Regions from separate parts of the Zea mays genome. Here region 2 is linked to region 1. A link is a contact called in public HiChIP or PLAC-seq data. All regions are on one chromosome and are shown on one strand. Each heading gives the region's core, a stretch centred on a gene start, on an enhancer-like site or on the middle of the called end of the contact. The rest is flanking DNA. Distances are from core to core; before and after follow the strand shown.

Region 1 (3,493 bases), core at 725-3,224:
CATGCATGCACATGGAATCTTGGGAGGTGAACAGATTTTGTTTTCTTCTTGAAAAAAATACAAACTTTGTTATTTTTATTAACCAAATAAACAAAAGTTGATAGGATAGTTCGAATTCTTCAACCGGTTGAAACAAAAACGTGAGCATTGCTCAGAAAGAAGAGGCCAGGGGGTGAAAACTAGTAGTAGCGCCATGAATTGAATGAAGTCTCTACTCCAACCTTCCATATTCACCTGAATTAATTCTCACTCTCAGGTGTGACTGTGAGGACAGAGCTTTAAATGAAGTATATTGATTGAAAGATGCAAACTGGAGGCTCTCGTCTCGTCAAGTCTACTTGCTTTGCAGCGAAGGTAGGGAGGGGATCCACCTCGAACTAGGGAGGGAGGGAAGAGAGAGAACCAAGAGGAACTTGGGTACTATTTTCATAAAATCCAGTTCCCAGTGAAAAAAACAGGCTGTAGTTTGCACACATCGATCTGCGTTGAAAAACCAGGCAACAACTCTCGGAACTATATTAATTACGCAGTGTAGAGAGCAGCGATCACGAATCAAGAGAAACACACACAGACAAGAAGTGAAGAAACCAAGAAGACATGGAAAGAGAAACCGAGTGCATATGAGAGAAGAAGATGCTCCTGGTGTCAGCATCCAACTCATAAAACTCCAATAGATCCAGACGAGCGAGATCTCTCGCGCGCAGGCAGCATAGGCCTGACCTGTATGCAGTGTGCATGCACGACCGGAATCAAAAGGGGGAGGGGAGGGGGGTACTTGCGTTGCGTAATAAATTACCAGGCATAGTCCTCTTCTTCTTGGGCGGTGGCTGCGCCGGCGGCGCGCCTTGGCCGGACGCCGCAGGAACACCGCCTGCCACACCGGGCAGCGCCGCTGCCAGCTGTTGCTGCGGTGATATCAGCGGCTTAATCTGGTCTTGCTGGTCCCCATCCCTAACACCAAAGAACGCCGCCGATGAATTCGATGCCATCACTTCCTCCCGATTTATCCTGGCACCACCAGCTCGAACGCGCCAACACTGCTTCTCCTTCCTGCAGCTGGTCGCTTTGGCCCGTTGCTAGGAATAGGGTCGGCAGTGTTCTTCGTCCTTCCCCTTCTTCGCTGGAACAAGCAAGACTTACCAAGTGAGACAGGCATGGCAATCAACAACGGCAAAAAGAGCGCGAGTATCTCCAGGCAGCACATGACACACACAGCATGCGAGCGGCGACCATGGGGGCGAGACGAGAAAGATTTTTGCCGTTCCTCCGATCCGGAGACAAATCGAGGAAGAGCCCGACAGAACCAAGGAGATAAAGACCGGAAGAGGAGAGGCCCCGAAATTCCTGAGGGGAGTGATGGCTGTACCTTCTCATATGTATGTGCTTGGAACTGATCTGAAACAAGAAACAAATCCACAAGGAGCCGAGAAAAACTCCAAGCTAAGGCATCGGCCGCTTAGGACTCTTCCGAGATTAACAAAAGAACAAAGAGAACAGGGAAATCCAAACAAACAGTTGCACTCAAAACAAGTAAAAAAGCAAAACAACAAAAGCTCGCAAACACCCACACCCGCAGACTCATATATGACACAAACATACAGAGAGACAAATATATTTAGCAGGAAAAAAATATTAGACTGGGTTTGTTTCTTCTCTATACCTCACTCTCTCCCTGGTACCGCTAGCTCGCTCTCCTCTTGCTTTGCTCTTGCTACTGAGAGATAGCAGTGGTGGAGAGAGGATGCATGGAGGGAGAGGCTAAGAAGGCTGTTCTCCCATTTCTCTCATTTCCTTGTCATACTTTTCCTTCTCTCTCTTCTCTCCTGCTGCTTTCCTCTCCCACATCTAATATGCCCCACTATAAATCAATTTCTGGAATTTTCCCCCCTGCGCCTATGCACACGGGAAATATACAGGAGAGGGAGTATTTTTATATACAGCTCGGAGCAAGAGACAGAGAGGAGGAGAGAGAAAGGGTACAACGGATGGGAGCAGGGGGCAAGCACAAGCTCACGCAGCAGGCAAAGCGGTGTCGTGAAGCGTCTGAGGATTGGGTCCACCGACTGCGTGGGGCTGGCCGGCTTACCTCCCGCCATCACACATGCGCACACACCCGCAAAAGCTTTTCCCCGGAGTTGTTTTGGCTTTTTAGATGTTTATGGGCTGCAAGCGTGCATTTTCACAGGGGTTGTTTTGTTTTTTTAGACGTTTATGGGTTGCAAGCATATACTCAAGTGTGTGTGCTCGTGTTTTCGTATACCCTTACTGATATACCAAAGAGATACCACCTAATTTCTGTTAGATTCATCATATCTTTTTGTTAGCATTTGTTCACACACGTACATATTTTGTATGTATGTACGTGTATGTATGATGCACGTCATGACCATTTTGAGACGTTATTATTTATCATGGTTTATACGTGAGACTGCTGACAAGCAAGAGCTAGTTAGTGTAGCGTAAATCTCACCTTATACTCTATATAGTACAAAATATGTTCTAACAACCTATAGCTGTCCGTTTCAAATACACTTATAAAGTTCGTTTGCATATGTGGCTATGATTAGTATCTACCTACAGTACTGTTGATCCAACCAAATCACGTATAGCGAGTGGAATATTCTTGTCTAAGTTCTATTCATAAATAAATTTATTTATGCTAATTTCCTATTTTATATTGTATACCCTATTAACAATCAATGGTACAAAACAACTCTAAGATTGAGGTGAGGTCTAATTTCTACTGACAGTTTTGGTTATCGAACACCAGTAAAAATAAAATGGCTGGCCCCAAATGGAAACATCTTTCCACAGTAAAAAAAGATTTGTACAGGTGGTTCTCAATTAATTAACCACATGTGAAAAGAAACATTTCTACTAACCCTTGGCGGTTCTAAAAACGACAATACAAATGGCTTACAAACCATCAATATAGAGCTTCTTTGTATTTGTGAATTATGTGTAAGATATAAAGATATCTAGTTGCACAAGTGCCATAAATAGAGTGGCAAAATTTCTTTTGAAATATTGATTGCTAGCGGTGCACACTATTAATTATCTGTTGGTGATCCAGCTAATTACTTTTTCCACTGCTATTTTAATTTTTTGACAAATAAAACCACATCGGCGTGTAGGAAAACAAATAATATGACGCTATCACTGTTGACACACTCAAGCACTATCATCTCGTGTACATAGGATGCCCCCTGTTAGCTGTTGCTTGGGCTAGGTGCTACCAAAAGATACTGGAACCCGTGTGTGTTCAGATATGACCATCCAAAAATACATGGATATAATGTAACACCCTGTCCAATCTATGAACCGGTGGTACTTACTTCTGACAGCTCGCTAGAATCGTATATTGTCTCCATAGACCAACACGAGTCTTTTGTGCACACTTTGTCCTCACTCATGTGTACCCGAGAAAACTTACCAGTCGGTTATCCATCCCAAATTGTTAAAAGCTAAGCACGCTTAACTTGAAGGTTCTTTC
Region 2 (3,493 bases), core at 609-3,108, 91 kb after region 1:
GCAATTTTTTTGGGGAGGGGGTTATCATGTATCCCCAGAAATAGTTCTAAAATCGAATTCTAAGAAGAAGAAAAGGCATCAACAAACGCGTATGGTTAAGAGGGGATAAGAAAAAAAGAAGCATCAACAACATATGAGACTAAAATCGAATTCTAAGAAACATATGTGGGGTTATAAAAGGATGCATGCAGGGTTTGCGCTTGATAACCAACGACAGTGTGCGTGGGTGTCCGTCCGTGAATAAATTAGCAACAATGAAATCTGCCCGGCCGCTACGAGTAGGCTATAAATAAACTAGTACGTAGCTCAGATTATATTTGCCAAACAAACGCGTCAAATGACAAGGCATGTATTTGTTAAGCCGCCCTATACTATACACCACACCGATGATATATGTACGTACCGGCCGGGTCAATCATCTGGAGCTAGCCTAATAATAGGCACTAACCTAGTCAATCAAGTCAAGCTGTGGCCGTCACCAAACCCTATTTAATCTACGCCCAGGCTGTCCTGAAAATGTACAATAGATAGATATACGTAAAAAAGAACACACCTCTTCGTCTGCTTCCCAATCTCAGCTGGGCACCAAATCTAGAACGCTCAATTAAGTTTATGCTGCTAACCCAGCAACGAGCGAGAGGCAGCTGCGCATTAGGTGAGGGAATTCCGTGAGAGAGATGGAGGTGGCGACGACTGCTGTATCATCCGGTTGTTGTTCACCGACAGGAGTCTCATGACTCACGGATCGATCGCTTTTAAACATAACAAAACATTCGCTGCTTGGGGCATCAGGTTTTTGGGCCGCGGTGTTCGCTGTACTCCATCTGCTGCCGCCGCCTGCTGCTCGCGCACACACCAAATCATGCACATCAAATCACACACGCCTTCACAGTCCTGTGAGCATTAGTTTAAGCGAGCGACAGATGGCCTGTTCCAAGGACATAAATTCCAACATGATACGATGGTTTTGTTTCGATTTAGAGTACTTGGAAGACGACCGAAGAGAGAGAGAGATGCTTATGTGTGCATCAACGTGAGGTGCACAGTAATCGTAATGCTAGCTATCCGGGTAGCATCTATACATGTGTCATGTGCTTCTGTGTGTGCGCGCGGTACGTGCTTGGCGTTTTGTTTGTAGGATAGCACGGCTGTGGCTGCAGAAGAATGTGGGTTCACTGTTGTGTGCTAGCCCTGGAGGGCCCACCACCGGACCCCCCTGAGATTCTCCTCAGATGGTTGCTTTCCGGGTGTGGTTTGCCCTAGTCCCTAGATAGGTTTGAGACCAGGCAGGCACTGTGTATCTATCAGTTTTCGAGCAGTAAAAACTGTAATGCCTCCATTTGTATCAGATAGGGTGACTGCTGGGCAAAAAGTCAGACTCTGATGGCATATATATGTTAGGGCTAGTTTTTCAGCTTCATTTTTTCAAGGGAAAATAAACTAATTTTCTTTGAAAAATGAAAATCCCTTTGAAAAATGAGGATTGTCTGGAATTGGAACCTGATTATGCCACCGGGTGATTTATCATATTACTGGAACTGAGCAGGTCTTTCTCAAGCATGCAACCGATTCTGTGTTTCAGGTATTGTCTTGGCTAGCGGCATGCAATATACATTCATACAGTAAGTTTTAGATGTTTTCTCAAAAGGCAAGTTGCATTCAGCAGTGACAATAAACAGGAAATAATGTGCAAGTTGTCGTTGTCTATTAACGTGCATTATCCGGCCGGCTGCATATAAGAAATACAGATGAGAGAAACGCGTGGCTGAATAAAAATGAGAGAGAGAGACACAGAGAGAGAGAGAGGGAGAGGGAGAGTGATGAGAGAGACCCTGTTGTAGTTTTGTAGTCTTGTAGACTTGTGACCTCTGTACACGCTATATGGTCCCGCCTCTCTCTCTCTCTCTCTCTCTCTCTCTCTCTCTCTCTCTCTCTCTCTCTCTCGTGAGATGTCAGCCTCAAGGCCAGCAGATTATCCCGGAGGGCATTCTAGGGTTCGTATCCATGAGCAGGACGGGAAACGGAAGGAAGGAATAACCAGGGAATAGGAACCTTTGTTTCCTCTTTTAGAGAGAGTTTGCAGTCCTGCCTTGTGAGCGAAGGCAAGCAGGAATATCTGAAGATGCATGCGTAGCAAGCTTGCAAATAGAGCTTCTCCAGGGACGCACGTCACCGCGCTCGTCTCATGACGTACGTCCAGACGAGACAATGGTACCGGAATACGCCTATATCATTTGTTCCTTTCTTGAAGCATGCATTGCGCTGCTGTATGGCAGATAGTACTATGTACGTGTAGCTGGTGATCTGTGGCATGAGATGAGACTATGTGAGAGTACTGACTGCGTGTACGTACTGATCAGTGATGCGAAGTGAGGTTCAAAGCGTTTCTTTCAGCACGTCGCGTCCCGCTCGCGGCTGATCAACAGACGGCAGTGGCATTGTTAAGGTACAGTAGCCCTGAAAAGGGTCTGAAAGCTTCAAAATTTCTTCTTTAGCTGTACGTCCATGGATATTTTATTTAGAGGGGCTTGGCTTTGTTTAGTCTCCATTGATTTAATTTTTTTTACTGTCAACGGGAGAGAGGATTCCCATCTGGATTCCATTGCAATTAAGGCGTGTTTGGTTAGAGTGACTAAAGATTAGTCTCTAGTTTTTAGTCTCATTTAGTCACTTTTTTGCCAAATACTAGGATTAAAATATGGACTAAAATAATTTAGTCTTTAGTCCTTCACATATGTGCTAAAAGGGATTAACCATATTAATTCCACATTTACCCCTCATTTAGTTCAATTGTACTAATAGCAGGAGAATGTTAAATGTCATTTTAGTCTTCTTATGAGTCATTTAGTATATTCTTACTATTTTTAGCCCATAAAACCAAACATGTTAAGGACTAAACTTTAGTCACCTAACTAAACTTTAGTCCCTAGACTAAAGAAACCAAACATGGCCTTAGTCGTGGGACGACAAGTTATATTTTTTTTTTGAGAGGACGGGAGGGGGAACCCCTACTGAAAATTTTATTAATACTGAGAAATTACAGTTTAGAGCATACAGTTAGCCAAATTACACAAGGGAAGGGTTAGTTAGGACTGCCATTGCTGAAGCCAGTTAGGAATGGAGGAATCGAATCTTCCCCGAGCTCTATGGATGACCAGGAGTAATTTCTTTGTGAATTCATGTTTACATTGCTGCACCTTTGGATCTGTGTTCTGAAATAACCATGCATTTCAACACTTCCAAATGCTCCATGTCATGAGGATAACTATCTCCATAGAGAAGGGAACATTGAGTTGTTGTTTGAGATTTGCCGAAGCCTCCTCGGGATTAGCAATTCTAGGAGGCGTCAAACCAATTGAATTCTAGCAGGCCTTAGCAAAGTTGCATCTGAGGAAGAGACGGTAGAGTGTTTCCTCTTTTTGCCAGATACAGTTTTTGCACGTGTATGACTCAAGTGTCATGTTTTTCCTCCTCAGCATATTCCTTGTGTTCA

The links. HiChIP or PLAC-seq counts read pairs in DNA pulled down with a chosen protein or histone mark.
Region 2: an H3K4me3 HiChIP or PLAC-seq map of leaf shows a contact between it and region 1, with 4 times the contacts expected there. The contact joins the enhancer-like site here to the promoter of LOC542199 in region 1. A contact is called at or near these places in 5 of 25 Hi-C or Micro-C datasets (ear, endosperm, leaf and 1 more) and 1 of 3 datasets of contacts at active chromatin or transcription factors (leaf).

What each region holds. Positions count from the first base shown.
Region 1 is chr2:18,524,787-18,528,279 of Zm-B73-REFERENCE-NAM-5.0, forward strand. It overlaps LOC542199 (naked endosperm1), which reads right to left and starts at 1,975. Exons shown (of 4, transcript NM_001351719.1): 1 at 1,661-1,975; 2 at 797-1,120. The coding sequence starts at 989.
Region 2 is chr2:18,615,568-18,619,060 of Zm-B73-REFERENCE-NAM-5.0, forward strand. No RefSeq gene overlaps it. Among protein-coding and RNA genes, the nearest start is that of LOC103648451, 35 kb to the right of the region's middle. Within about 2 kb of position 1,859, at least 17 of the 20 cell types and tissues checked have an H3K27ac peak or open chromatin away from gene starts, as enhancers often do. A contact at or near this core is called in ear, endosperm, leaf and 1 more, where this site is marked.